2 separate regions of the Danio rerio genome follow, and region 2 is linked to region 1. A link is a contact called in public Hi-C data. All regions are on one chromosome and are shown on one strand. Each heading gives the region's core, a stretch centred on a gene start, on an enhancer-like site or on the middle of the called end of the contact. The rest is flanking DNA. Distances are from core to core; before and after follow the strand shown.

The links. Hi-C and Micro-C count contacts between places; a contact is called where the count stands out from the background.
Region 2: a contact with region 1 is called in a Hi-C map of an unstated tissue, with 20 times the contacts expected there. The contact joins the promoter of b3gnt3.3 here to the enhancer-like site in region 1. A contact is called at or near these places in 2 of 18 Hi-C or Micro-C datasets (caudal fin and an unstated tissue).

The regions. Positions count from the first base shown.
Region 1 is chr8:15,308,523-15,315,996 of GRCz12tu, forward strand. si:ch211-126g16.8 (a long non-coding RNA gene) reads left to right here. Exons shown (of 6, transcript XR_012384162.1): 3 at 4,853-4,922. It also overlaps a transcript of b3gnt3.1 not described here. Among named protein-coding and RNA genes, the nearest start is that of b3gnt3.1, 12 kb to the left of the region's middle. Within about 2 kb of position 4,054, at least 3 of the 62 cell types and tissues checked have an H3K27ac peak or open chromatin away from gene starts, as enhancers often do.
Region 2 is chr8:15,356,266-15,363,739 of GRCz12tu, forward strand. It overlaps b3gnt3.3 (UDP-GlcNAc:betaGal beta-1,3-N-acetylglucosaminyltransferase 3, tandem duplicate 3), which reads right to left and starts at 2,701. Exons shown (of 2, transcript NM_001128245.2): 1 at 2,614-2,701; 2 at 1-1,018. The coding sequence starts at 1,010. All of the region lies in intron 4 of si:ch211-126g16.8 (a long non-coding RNA gene), which reads left to right.

The DNA of each region.
Region 1 (7,474 bases), core at 2,804-5,303:
CTGTTGTCGATGCTTCAGATTAAAAAAAAAGAAAATCATCCTGATAACCCCTGTTTATTTACAACACCCACTTTGAAGAGACTGGTGTGTAAAAATAAAAGAAAGAAGAGTTTTCTATTCAGAGGTTGTTCAATTTGTTATCAGTCATGATGTTAATTAATTTAGTTGAACTCCTTCTATCCTTCTACAAGCTACACAGTGTATAGTAGAATGGGGGATGTCGGCAAACAGTTCATGTAAATTCAGTAGATTAAAAGTTTGGTTTGGTCAATCAGAAAGGCAAAAATTAAAATTCCCATAAGTCACTTGTCCTAAAAAAAGAAAAAAAGAGTTCTAAAAGACTAGCTATTTTTTTTTTCAGCTCTATCCAAAATGCATAGTTTTTTTTACAGATTCATAGATAAATCAGTGTATTTACACAACGGTCTTCAGTGGTTGAAGTTATTGTTGTAAAATTAACCTGTTTTTGCAATAGAGTTTATTCTAGATCATCATCTGAGATGTATAAAACAACATTCTAAACATATCCTAATATTTAAATGGATTATGTCCAACAGCTTGTTTGTTATTCGCTTGTTAAGTCGTGACGTATGAAGCACTGTTTTGGGGTGCAAGCTGCTACACATTTGAACTGAGAAAATAATCGTTTATGACAACTTTTTAGTCATAACACACATTAAAGTTCATTTGATATAAAATCATAGTGTACATAACAGGCTTTGGACTTACTGCATCACATACATCAATATTTTAACTATTTATAACAAAATGTATCACTTTTTGGCCATCTGAAAGTAGGCATGTATGCTTATATATGGAGATAGTGATTTTTTGAAAGTATTACATTGCTTTGCAAATGTTTATTATTACCATTTGATGAGTCTCCCAATACAGTTTGATAGAGCACTTGGACTTGGACCGCAAACCACTTCGCTTGATGTAACACTTAGCAAGTGGATACAGTTTTATTAAAAATAGAATTAAATGCAAGTTTTTCTGTTTCTTTTTTCTGTGCAGGTGCTGTTGTTTCAGTTTGCCTGCTGTATCGATTGTCTACACAGCAAATAAACAGAGCAGTATGCACTGAGGTATCCAAGAACATGTTGGCAGGCAGTTAAAATGTGCAAATTCAGACCAAATCAATCATACACAGATTTGAAACCACTTTAATATCAAAATGTGAAAAGACTTTACAAACACCAGAAACACAAGCTATTGATCATGGTTATGGCTTTAATTACATTTAAACTTTCTATTGTTAACCATTTTTACAGCAAACTATTGCCAATTAAATGCTAAGGTAAGAAAATTAAACAATATGTCAACTGTGCAAAAATATCCTTCAGAAAACCAAATTTAATAATACCAAGCACTCATTAAGCCAAAGACAGACAGGTCAAAGAAACATGAATAATGAATTAGGAAACTTTAGTCAAATATTCAGGATTTTACGTGTAGTTTAATGCACGTCTCCATTGAGTAAGATTACAATGCCATAAATGAATCTGACTTAAGTATCGAACTAAAACAACTTGATATAGGTGCTGGAGTTTTATGTATCACAATTAATCAGCATTTAATCATGTCAATAAGTCAAAATGTTCACTCATGTCAACATACTTTATAATCTTTTTATAATTTTAAAACCGATGTGGATTGCTGTTTTCTGATGTTACAGATTATTTAATAAATCTGATTTGCAATTCAGCATTTTTTAATTCACATTTTGTGAATTCTTTTAATCCAGAAGAACTTGAATAATAAAAAGATTTCATTCAAATTCTGAATGTAACTATCAGTAACTTTCCTTTGGTTAATTAGCTAATATATTTTTTCCTTTGAAAAAGTTTTAATCCACCCTGTTCTTTTGGTCTTTGCACATTACAAATCTGGGTTTTGTATTTCCTCCCACATCACAAAGATCATGTGTGGCAAAAATCTGTGGACTAAAATAATTTCTCTGTAATAGCAAGGGTCAAATTTGTCAACATTTCCAGCTGGAACACTCAGACCAGCAGTTCTTACGCCAAAATGGGATGTAGGTTTGAGGCGAGCCTTTTATAGATTGTTTTCGGCAGAGCAGCGCACTTCCAACTCACTCCATCAGGTGGAAACCGGATGTCCCCGTAATCCATATGTGTAAGATTTTTATTTACTTTTTTGTTTGTTTTTTTAGGACAGCAGTATCTCCAGCAGAAAAGATATCCAAAGATGCTGTTTTAAATTGTTAGGAAATCTGTTTTTTTTTTTAAAACAAATGAAGACAGAAGAAGTCAATGATCCATTTGAATTATTTAGCCTAACATGCCCATGGCTATAATGGTAATGCATGAATGCCTTGTTTTTATATGCTTGAGACTTGACATCATTTAGTCTTGATCTCACTCTGCAAAGAAAATTGTGTTTAAAGGCTGTTAAGCGCCCTCTTGAGGATGACCACTGATTGTTAAATACTATTTTAAAACATTCAATGTAACATCATTTATCTTTAAATAATTGTGTTGCTGTTATTGTTATTATTATCATTCCACTAATAATATAAATCAATATCATAAATGTAACTAATGACATATATACTGTTCATTAGAAATGATTCACTCATATGGATGTTTTATTTTTATTTATTTTTTTGTCCTAAATCATGGAAACCTGATGTCAGCTTTTCATTCATAATATGTTCATTCTGTGGATTTTGAGATCTGGCTTTGATTGATTGACGCACTGTACCAGAGAAATTGCTTCTGGAAAAAAAATCTATTTGTTGAAAATGCAACAAGGCGGTATTTTTGAGAAGAGATATCTGCTGCATGTGATTTATCTCTGTCCTGGGGTCCGTTCTTCGTACGTGGATTACTCAGTTAGCTGGATTTGGATATTGACGATTTGACACAATCCAGGATCGTTTCGTTCTTCAAAGCTGATCCGAGAGTTGTTGTCATGGCAACAGTTCTGCTAGATCAAACCTGATCGGGAGCAGGTTCAAATCATATAAACAGGATTAGATCGGTTCAGTTCAAGCAAAGATAATACAGAAAGTATGTACCGAGCTCTGATATTTTCTTACAGTAAAAGTTATATACACTTGGGAAAATAGTAAATATTTTTTAACTATATATATATAAAAGTTATATTCATTAATAAAATAAATAAAGTTATACATATTAATAAAACGTATGCAATCTGCACCCTCGAAATGAAAGTACAAAGACTGCCACCTGGCGGTGCAAAGAGAAAACTTATTGATATGAACTTTTTAGATCGCTTTAGTACAAATTGTGTATAATAGAAATGCACAATATGTGACTTTTTTTAAAAGCAATAATATATTTATGCAGTCATAAACATGTTTTGAACGTTAATATGCCAGTGATGCTTCACAAAAGTTGCAGACGCCTTTACCAATATCAAAATGCTTTTGTAAACAACCAGTTATTCTTTACACCGATTAAAAAACGGATACTATAATAAAGAAAATCTTTTCTAAATGAAGAACTAAATACATTGATTTGCATTGAAATACATGATGAATACTCTTGTCTTGACAGATGAAAGTGTAAAGCCTGCAGCTCACAACAAATGTGAAGTTACTGCGTGTCATATTTAACAAGCCGTTTACTGCTAATTTGATGTAATTTTGCTCACATGGATAATTGAATATTAATCAGATGATGTCATTACGCTGCTGTGCCGTCAGCCAATCGTTGCATTGCTGATCATGATTTCGAGGATCGATAGATCTGTCCTTAACAACAAACGCAGCGATCTCAGATCAGTTCATCCAGATATTCTAATCTGATTCGCGAACTTGTTTGGAGAACCAAATTAGCGAGAGATCAGTTATCAAGATTAAAAGATCCAGGATCTGCCAAATCATCTAAGATCATTTAAGCGAGGTACGAAGAACGGACCCCTGGGAAAAATACAACATAAATAAAAATAAAAAAAACACAGAGAATCTTTTCACCCACAGAGGGCACTATTGTATACTTAATAACACAGCATTCTGATGCAGGACAGCCCAAAAGTTAGGAAATCACTCGATGATGACATCTTTTATTGACCTAATGTACAAGGTCTGAAAAAACAGAAGGGACAGAGAAAAAGAAAACTAAAAGTTTAGAGAGTTTGACTGTTGCAATGCTGTTATCGATGCTTCAGATTAAAGAAAATAATGGAATTATCCTGGTAACCAGAGGTGGGAGTAAATCACACATGTGCAAGTCTCAAGTTATAACCTTCAGGTATCAAGCAAGTCAAGTCATTTTTGTCAAAGTCAAGTCAAGTAGAGTTACTGCTTATCTCAAGTCAAGTCATACAGTAGCTTGGTCTAGCAAGTCACTTTCAAGTCAATCAAATTTTTGTTGATTTTGAAACTTTTGCAATTTCTTTTGCATTTTATATTTACATTTATAACTTTCAGGGTTGTATGTAATGCGTATTATACAAAAACAGGTATTTATTTAACAAAAACATGTTATTTCGAGTCCATTAACTCAAGTCTAGTTTCAAGTCATGACAGTCAAGTCCAGGTCAAGTCAAGTCTTTTTTGGATATTTGTCAAGCAAGTCTAAAGCCCTAAATTTTGTGACCCAAGTATGACTTGAGTCAAATCATGTGACTTAAGTCCCTCATCACTGCTGATAACCCTTGATTCTAGATCATGATCAACATTGTAAAGCAACAATACTTAAAAAGGAATTTATGTTACATGTACATTATAGCAAAAAGACATTACATTATGAGGGTACTAATGAATGTAAAAAGCCCATTTACAATTAATGTTTAAATGGTTTATTTCTAAAAGCCAGTTGTTTGTACAGTTTTATTGAAAATTGAACTTTTTCCTGTGCAGGTGCTGCTTGCCTCCTCTGTCCATTTTCCATCAGTCTACACAGCAAATAAGCAGAGCAGGTTGCACTGAGGTATGCAAGTACTGTACATTTTGACAGACAGTTAAAATGTTCATTGTAAATTTAGACCAAATCAATCAAACACAGATTTGAAACCACTTTAGCTATTGTTGGTATAAAGTTGTAAAATTACTTTCAAGATGGATTTACAAACACCAGAAACACAAGCTATTGACCATGCTCATGACTTTAATAACATTTAAACTTTCTATTGTTTACCATATTCATGGCAAATTGTTGACTATTAAATGATACGGTAAGAAAATTAAACAATAAATCACTGTAAAAATAAATATCCTTCAGAACACCAAATTTAACAATAACAAGCACTCATTAAGCAAAAGACAGACTGGTCAAAGAAACGTGAATAATGAATAAAAAAAATCTAGTAAATCAATACAAAAAAAATAAATAAAAGAAAATCAATACAAACAGTAAATTGGATCCCAAAAAATATCCTAACATACAATAAAGTGCAAAAGTCAACTTCATTTCCAAAAGGCAACATTCATTTTATCATTACTTTAAAAAATCTTGATCATATTGAATCCATCAAGCTATTGTATTTTGCTTTGAAATATCTTTACATACCCTGCTCTTTTGTTCTTTTAAAATGGTTTTTTTGCACATCGAAAATTTGGGACAGTAAAAAGCCTCCTCCACCACAATAGGAGGATGAATGTCAGACTCCTGCATATGAACCAGGACATAGTATTTACTAGGGATGGGAAGATTAATCGATATGTATCGATACGCGGTCATGCGCGTGCACGATGCGAGTGCATCGGTTGAGCAGCAGAGGATGAATGAAATTTTGGAAGCAAATCGAGATGCATCGGTTTTTGCGAGATGCATCGGTTTTTCCAAGATACAGCTTATATTTTTATTATAGAATGTATTTTTTATTTATTAACAAGTGTTGTCAACCTGTTTTTGGCGCATAATTTAATCGACCTACATAAAGTAAGCCTTAGCAACGGATTTGCGGATGTGTACACTTACACTACAACTCAGTGTATCAGGTGTGCGGATGAAGCTAGTGGTGCACCCTCAGAAAGCGCGAGAAGCAAAACAAACATTTTATTCCCCACTGAGTTTTAAATCTAAAGTATGGCAACATTATGGATTTAAAGAGCCCATATTATGGGTTTTTGAAAATTCCCCTCCATGTAGTGTGTAACACAGCTCTAAGTGAAGTGAAGTATCCAGCTAAGGCTTAAATCTGTAAGAATACAGTGTTTAAAACGGTTGATTCATCTATAAAAGAGTCGACTCATAGTGCTTCGAACGAGTCGCCTTGATACCGATTCATTAGGTGTTTCGCCATGACGTACGAACGAAACCAAGTTATTCACGTGCACGCGCAAACCCGGGAGATTTCAAACCTGAGGCCCCGCCCTCTGACGCAGAAACCCAGACACACACACACACACCCACAAACACACACACACAAACATGCCGGTCGATTGAAGTCACACTGCAGATGGACATTATCGATTCTTTACCCAGAGATGAAACCTCAGCATTATAACCAAGCAGTTGGAAACTTCTGGAAACTACAGGCTACAAAGAATACTTCATCTGCGTTTGTTAAAGTAAGGATCAGTAAAGAATAACTTACTAATGGACGTCAGGATGAGTTTCTTCCTCCATTTCTCAAATGTAAGTACGTGCGATTAAAGTTGCCTCGTTGACTCTAGCTTGCAAATGTATTTAGTTGTGATTTGTTACTTGTAACCGAGTGTACTGTATCAGGTTAACTGGCTATATTCTCTTATCGCGTGCAAAGTCACGTTAAAAACGCGACGCGTGCTGTTTGTTTACGGAGCTCCGTGGTAGAGGTCTGCATTCCCGCGGCTGTCCCCGCGCCAGATTTCTGCGGCGCGGGAATAAATTTCCGAATCAATCGCGGGAGCGGTCGGTAACAGGTTTAATTTGGGACGGGAGCGGGCTGTCTAGCAATATCGTGGATATTACTATGCGAATGAGACAGAGCTTTGCCTGCCTGTGTGTCTGCTTGTCGCTTGTGTGTATGTGTTAGTGCGCGCATATGAGAGAGAGAGAGAGAGAGAGAGCGAGCTCTGTCTGGCTGTCTCTGGACTGTTTTGCTGGGTGATTTTCGGTTATGTTCTCCCCCGCTCTTTAGCGGGATCGGGCGCGGCGGGTAGAAAACGGGGCGGTTCGGGCACCGGGACAAGAAATTCTAAATATAAGCGGGAGCGGTCGGGTTCAGGCTAAAACCTGGCGGGTGCGGGCGGAAGCGTTGTCGTCCAGAGGTGTGTGTGTGTTTGTGTGTGTGTGTGTGGCAGCTAAAATCCACGCCTACACTATGGAGCGCGTATGAACTGTGATTACTTTTATATTGCTGATTAGCTATTGGGCATTTCATTCTCTGACTGAAGGCAGTCGACCAATCGTGACAGACTGTCATCGGTCCAATCAGCGCAGATTAGCTTCGCGCTAAGGAGGGGTTTAGGAACAAATGAATCACTGGACGATTCATACAGGAGTCGCTGGGATAATTAGGTAAAAATAAATGCAGATTATAAGACCATGAAAGTGTT
Region 2 (7,474 bases), core at 1,451-3,950, 46 kb after region 1:
ATTCCAACTGGGACACGCAAACCAGCAGTTCTTACGCCAAAATGGGACGTAGGTTTGATGCCGGCCTTCTTCAGACACATTCCCATGTAAACGTCATCAATGGGCAGCAGAATTACAGAGTGTGACATGTTGTAGATCGTTCTGGCTGTGAAGCCGGACAGTAGAAATCCCCCTCCACCACAATATGGAGGATAAATGTCAGACTCCTGTATCTGAACCGGGATATAGTATTTACTTGAACGCTTTCTTATAGGGCCTACGTTCTGAATGATGTTCCCAGTAAAGAGATGTCTACTTCCATCATTGTCTTCTTGACCCTGAAGATACTCGATCATGTTAAACGTATTGGCAAAAATGTCATCGTCTCCATTTAAAAGGAATCTGGCGTGTGGGCACCTTCTGTCCATCCACTCTAAGAAAAGGATCTGCTTCAGTGTGAGGTTGAAGAATGAATCATTGAAGTCCCATTGTAAAATGTCCTTGTTCTCATTGTTCTCCAGCTTCAGTAGCCTATTCATCCTGCGTTTCCCTAAGCCACTACTACTTGTACCGATTATGAAGATTCGACGGATCCACACCCCTTTGTGCAATCTCTCCTCAGCCCATGTTTTCCGCAGAACTTCTCTGCGATCGTAATTCTCCGGAGAACTCTTGATGACCAGCAGGAGGAAGACATCTGCAGAGTTTTGAGCTCCACCACACTTATCAGGCACATCGAGAATCATGGGAAAACTCTTACAGTGTCGGTAAAGCAGAAAGTCTTTGATATGATCTGGCAGAGTGGAGAATTCAGGAAGTTTATAAAATGACATATTCGGCTGACAATATGAAGTCGATGGCGGAAGAGTTTCAGTTCTAGAGAAATCTTCTTGATTATGAAGGATTTCTTCTGTTTTTTTGCTCTTTAGATTCACATCATCTTCTTTAGAGTCATTTTTGTTGGTGATAATGAGCAGGCACACGACACCTGTTAGAAATAATAGTGCAGATTCCACATTCTTCTTTCTCATCTTTTCACCTGTTTAAGAACAGAGACACAATTTACATTATTGTTAGTCATGCAAGTTCACTAAACAAGTATATAAAAAACTACTTTTGTGATGTTTTTTTATGTCTTTTATATTTTTGTGTGGACATGAAATACATTGTTTTGTGCTCTGCAGAAAAAAGTCATAAGGTTTGAAATTGGCCGACTTTATAGGTTAGATCTATAAAATCTCACACGTCCATAAGAGAATTCATTGGCTTGTTTTCATAAATAATAATACATCAGGTTGATATCGACTAACCCGTCCGACCCCATTCATAAAGCCAACACTGTCATCAATTTTTGCAAATTACACAGTATTTAATTGTAATATGAACAGAATTTTACTGTTGGACAATTATGCAGTTTTGAACATTGTCACCTTGCCTACGGTTACTAAGCCACGATCGGTAGGTGGCGGTTTTTGGGTGTGGCTTAGCGAAGGGTCAGTTTCCTTCAAGTTTATTTCTATAGCACTTTTACAATGTAGACTGTGTCAAAGCAGCTTAACATAGAAGTTCTAGTAAATTGGAACTGTGTCAGTCCAGTTTTCGGAGTTGAAGTTCGGTTCAGTGGGGTTTAATTTTCACTAAAAGTTCAACCACTGAAGAGCAAAGCCAGCGATGCGCAGCTCCACAAGTCCCAATCCAAGCAAGCCAGTGGCAACACTATCTTGCAGGGCCTCAACAGAGATAGACCAGACTTTAGAAAATGAAGGCACATTTGTGTACATTCACTCCACTTGATTGGCCTTCTAAACAACATTCCCTGAATCGTCAAACCCAGACTCCTACTGTACGACCACTGAATTTTAAAAGGAAAACCACTGCACTGTGACATTTTGGTATTTACCATGCTTGTGTGTTCTATTGAATAGGAAATATGTGGCAATGATACAGAAGCCCCACCTTCATATATAACACTGCCCCGTGAAGCTCTTTCCCTAGAAGATCCTCTAAATTCGTTAATTGTGGCCGTTCAAAGTACAAGATATTTTAGGTCTCTGAAAATGGCTTAGAAAATATTTGCTCTTAAAGTGAATGTTTTCTTATTCTGTTTTATTCTATTCTCAGTTTGAAATGTATTCAGGAGTAAAAAAGTCGCTGTCATTACTAAAGTAATTGGTTTAGGCGGTGTAGATGGACACATGGTAAAACCAGTAATACAGGGTAATCAGAGAGACCAGCCCTACAAATAACAATAAACAGTAAAAAGACAAAGCAGTGCAATTTCTTCCAATTCTGTGACACATGTGATCTAAATACAACCATTAAAGTTTCAGTCTGGATAATGAAGTAATAAAACACTGAAACATCATTTCAATAAATAGGCATGTAAGACAATGCCTGAAAGCTTTAATGTTATAGTAAAGTTAGGAGCTGTAAGGAGTTGACATACCCTAATCATTTTTAATTAACAATAGTAATATTGAACAATTTAACAATAATAACAAAATTTTATTGAATAATTTAACAATATCATAAATTGCAAACAAAATAATTTTGTCTTATTGATTTGAATTCATTTAAATTTCCCTCAAGTAAAAAAGATTAAATTGTAACTATATAGGAAACAAAACTCCTCACCTCTTTTGAGAGCCTCTGAGAGATGTTTGCAGTTTTGTTTTAAGTAAAGCCAGTGTGTCCAAGACAAAGGGAATCACAGTTTCTGCACATAAAAGGTACTTTTTTGCACACTTTGAAGGGCCGACCAAGTGCTTTCAAGACCAATAGTAAGTCAGCATGCAAATACTGTCAAATAACCCCTCTCTGGAATTAGCCTGAAACTCTTAAACTGGTTAATCAAGGTAATTGTATGTTAGCGAAGTAAGCAATGGCCTCCTTCGACTGCCAATCATTCATTTATTTTCTTTTGGCTTAGTCCCTTTTTTAATCTGGGGTCGCCACAATGCACCGCCAACTTACCCAGCATATGTTTTAGGCAGTGGATGCCCTTCCAGCTGCAACCCATCACTGGGAACACATACACACAGATACATTCACACACATACATTACGAACAATTTAGCTTACCCATTTCACCTATACCGCATGTCTTTAGACTGTGGGGGAAACCGGAGCACCCAGAGGAAATCCACGCGAACATGGGGAGAACATGCAAACTCCACACAGAAATCCCAACTGACTCAGCCGAGGCTCGAACCAGCGACCTTCTTGCTGTGAGGTGATTGTGCTAACCACTGCACCACCTTGACCATCTGTTAATTGATTAAAATAATTGATTTATCAGGTTAAAATAATTATTTAGATGAAAATAAATTACTAAATGAATAACTGTTATTACACATCCTGTCCAGTGTTGTTCTTCAAACAAAGTGGATTCAGTGAAAACCAATACTTTTAAAGGAACATAATATAACATAACAATACCCTACTTTTACATACAGTATGTACAAATTCACTCCTCAGCAAACTTCATAATGCAGTTGGAAAACATATGTCTGTTTCTGTGACAGTTTTTATCAGTGGCTTTTGATACATTCATCAGATCAGACTTGAAATCTGCAAAACAATGCATACAAATAGCAAAACACCATGAATTACCTGCAAAACCCAATCTCTAGCTCAAAATCCTTAGTTCATCTCTCAAAATTAAATGCGTCAATGAACATGCAGTTCTTGCGTCATTGTGTGCGGAATCTGCGGATAAGACAAACTGCTTGGTCATGATGTCAATGTAACAGTGCTGTAATTTAACAGTCAATGTATGGGGGGATGTTCTGATTTATAGTAAACTATGGCTACAGATTTGATGACAGTTATTGCAAACTGTAGGTTACACCTTCACAAATATGGGTGTTTGATTGCAAGAAACATGACAAGATTCACATTATGCTTTGTTTGTACTGTAATTAGTTGGCAGACTATGTCATATACAGAAAGGTAAAGACAGCACTGCATAGCACACACAAAAAAGGAAATAGAAATGTGAACACGAGACAATCTCCTTAGAGAAAACTGTAAGCAGTGCTGTAGAAATTACAGTGCAGTCTTCTTGAAGTTCCTGTCTTTTGGGCGGCAAATTCTCATCCACATCACAAACCTTGTTCTTCAATAAGGTTTTTTAAATCTAATTGAAATCTAAAAATGCATAATGACAAAATATTAAGTTGTTCATCCATTTTGCATGTAAAGACTTGTGCTATAACTAATACCTAAATGTTTTGTGAGGTGAAGCTACTCAACAGAGCTCATTATAATACATTTTGATCTACATGACATATTTGCCTATTACTCTCTTGTGCGTATTAAGCAGTGCGTAAGCGAGGCGCAACTCTGCGCCAGAGTTTAGACCGGGTTAGTTTTGGTTTAATCAAAAATCTATTATAGATTCTCAAAATAGCAACGCGCCAGCGGTCCGCCTCAGAACCCCTTCCTTTATAGACCAGAACGCCTATATGAGTGCTAATGCATTTGCTATTTAAACAGCGCAGCGCAACGCCTCAAAACGACTCTTGCGCCAAGCTGAAACTACCAAAAGACTACTGCGCCACGCCTTGCACCACACTGCGCCGGGTGTATGATAGGGCCCCATAAGAGGTCTATTGGTTCATACATACAGGAGAAGAATTTAATAAAGAAGATAAGCAGCCGCTTAAGGCCCCAATGCATCTGAGAGCCCCCAAATAAATACCTAGAAGTATTAATTAAACCTAAAAATCATACATAACATCCTTTTCTATCATATTTTGTATGATGAGGGTCTAAAAAAAAAAAGTTTGATGTTTGTTATATCTGCGCAAATGTATCCCCAACTCTCAATCATGGACATGGAAAAATCCAGCAGTCAAATTAGGAAAAGGTTTAGTTTTGAAAACGAAATAGTTTATCTATAATATTTAGTTTAAATCATTTTAAGAAAACAAATCATTTAAAAGGTTTTACAAAATGCTTTACATGTTGTTATTATTATTTTGTCATTAAGACAAACTAGAAAAGCAGTTGGTGTGAGTCAGGATGAAGCCTGCAAGGTTTAAAGTTCATAATAATGAGGCAGTTAGGTGTCTGTTTCACCATGTAATCACAGTGCAATGTTAGGGTATATGCATATGCATGTATATGCATCAAAATGTCTACTAGCCGAGTAGTAAACATGAAAATAAGAGTGTTACAATCTTTATGCAATGAAATCGGCACGTAAAAAAACGAAAGTATTCAAAACTGGCAATAAGCCTAAAACAAAGGACTTCTTGTAACACTTGACATTCTCACTATAAAAGCACAATGACAAACACTTACTAATAGAACATAATTCACATACCACTAGCGATCTTATGATCATAAATCATATGATCATGATTGTGCTCTAGCTGAGCTTAACCTCGTCACTTCTGAATGTCTTGCCTATTCAGTATAAATGCCAAATCACTCGATCATCAGATAAAGAGATGAGAATGATTGTTCTTTAGATTATAATGTGTAATCAAAGTTCATTAGACGCACACAATAGCACACAAAGGCCCATATAATGAGGTCATTTCCCATAGCTGCGGGCGCTTCTCTGCATACCTCTGTTTTTGCTGCACCATGAGAATGACAGACAAGTATGTCAAGCCCCGCCTCTCCAACACATCCTATCTGCAATCTACTCCTTACATTTTTAAACCAGGTTGCTTCTTTCCTTTTAATGTGTTTGACTGCACTTTCTATATTATTTCTTGTTATTGCGCAGTTTGAACACCTTTTTGGTTCAGTCAATTCATTTTCTTAATGAGGTATATGCACACAAACTTTTAATTTTAGTCAGCCAGCCAGAGAGTTTCTAGTGAACTGTCTTTCCATTATAAAACTGCCAAGATTTAAGATCTGGTTTCTGAAAAAAATCAGTGATCTTCCCTGCCTGATAGTTAAACGATATAAAGTAGGTCTCAGAGCGGACAAGAAGCACTGCATTAAATTCCATTCCCCCCCGCCATGTCTTTAAAACAGGGATGTCAAACTCAATTTCTGGAGGGCCAAAGCCCTGCAAAGTTTGGTTCCAACCCTGCTCCAACACACTTACCTGTAGGTTTCAAACAAGCCTGAAGGACACAATTAGTTTGATCAGGTGTGTTTAATTAGGGTTAGAACTCATCTGTGCAGGGCTGCGGCCTTCCAGGAATTGAGTTTAAAATGTGACAGTTTTTTTACCCCATATTTTCAATAGAGTTTCTGCGTTCACCTGCTGTTCCTGATGGCGCTCATCTCGTTTTTCGCTTGAACTACTAACTGAATGTTTAAGTCTATTTAACTGAATGTATTGTAATTACATTACAACATCGATGCTCTAAAAGGACCTGTATGAAAGTGAAAATAGTCACATTAAGCTTTCACTGGAAGCTTATTATTGGCTGAAAAACACTAGCTGAGCATATAACCCATTGAGCGTTTGTCTTAACCCATAACCCATGTTGAACATGCACCAAAAGCAGGCTTGTTTTAGATTGCTAAAGTAGATGAATCTGATGGAGTCTACAATATAAAAACGATTGATGCTGCTTTGTTTCCACCAGGTAAAAAGATGTGTTTTATTCGATCTGATCACAGGTAGCCTAAACAAGACAAATAAAAAATCTTTGAAATCCATTCAAATTTCAATCTTTTTTCCACTTCCATCTATGGTTTACTGTACAGGCTTTCTCGGATATTTCAATCTATACCGCACAAAACATTAACAATCATGTGCTTTTTGTCAACATTATAAAGTTAGTACTAACAAATCAAGTGCAATATGAAAGATTTTGAAATTGTCTTTATTTGCTATTTACTACTTACTATTTCCGAATGCAGACTTATATATACAGTTGAAGTCAGAATTATTAGCCCCCTTGAATTTTTTTTTTTTTTGCCCCCCCAAATTTCTGTTTATGGAGAGAATTTTTTTCAACACATTTCTAAACATAATAATTGTAATAATTCATTTCTAATACCCGATTTATTTTATCTTTGCCATGATGACAGTAAATAATATTTTACTAGATATTTTTCAAGACACTTCTGTACAAATTAAAGTGACATTTAAAGGCTTAACTAGGTTAATTAGGTTAACTAGATAGGTAAGGGTAATAGGCAAGTTATTGTATATCAATGGTTTGTTCTGTAGACTATCGGGAAAAATATAGCTTAAAGGGGCTAATCATTTCATCCTTAAAATGTCTTTTAAAAAATTAAAACTGTTTTTATTTTAGCCAAAATAAAACAAAAAATATTTTTTCCAGAAGAAAAATTATTATCAGACATACTGTGAAAATGTCCTTGCTCTGTTAAACATAGTTTGGGAAATATTTTTAAAAAGCTGCTGGAAATTAGAACTGAAATTAGAAATAGTTTTGAAACAAATCTTTGCGCTTAATAAACTAATTAATTTTGTATAGGTTAATGTCTGTGCGTACAACACGTTTCCCTATCCACGAGAGTGAAAGTGAAAGTAAACAATGAGGAGGCTCATC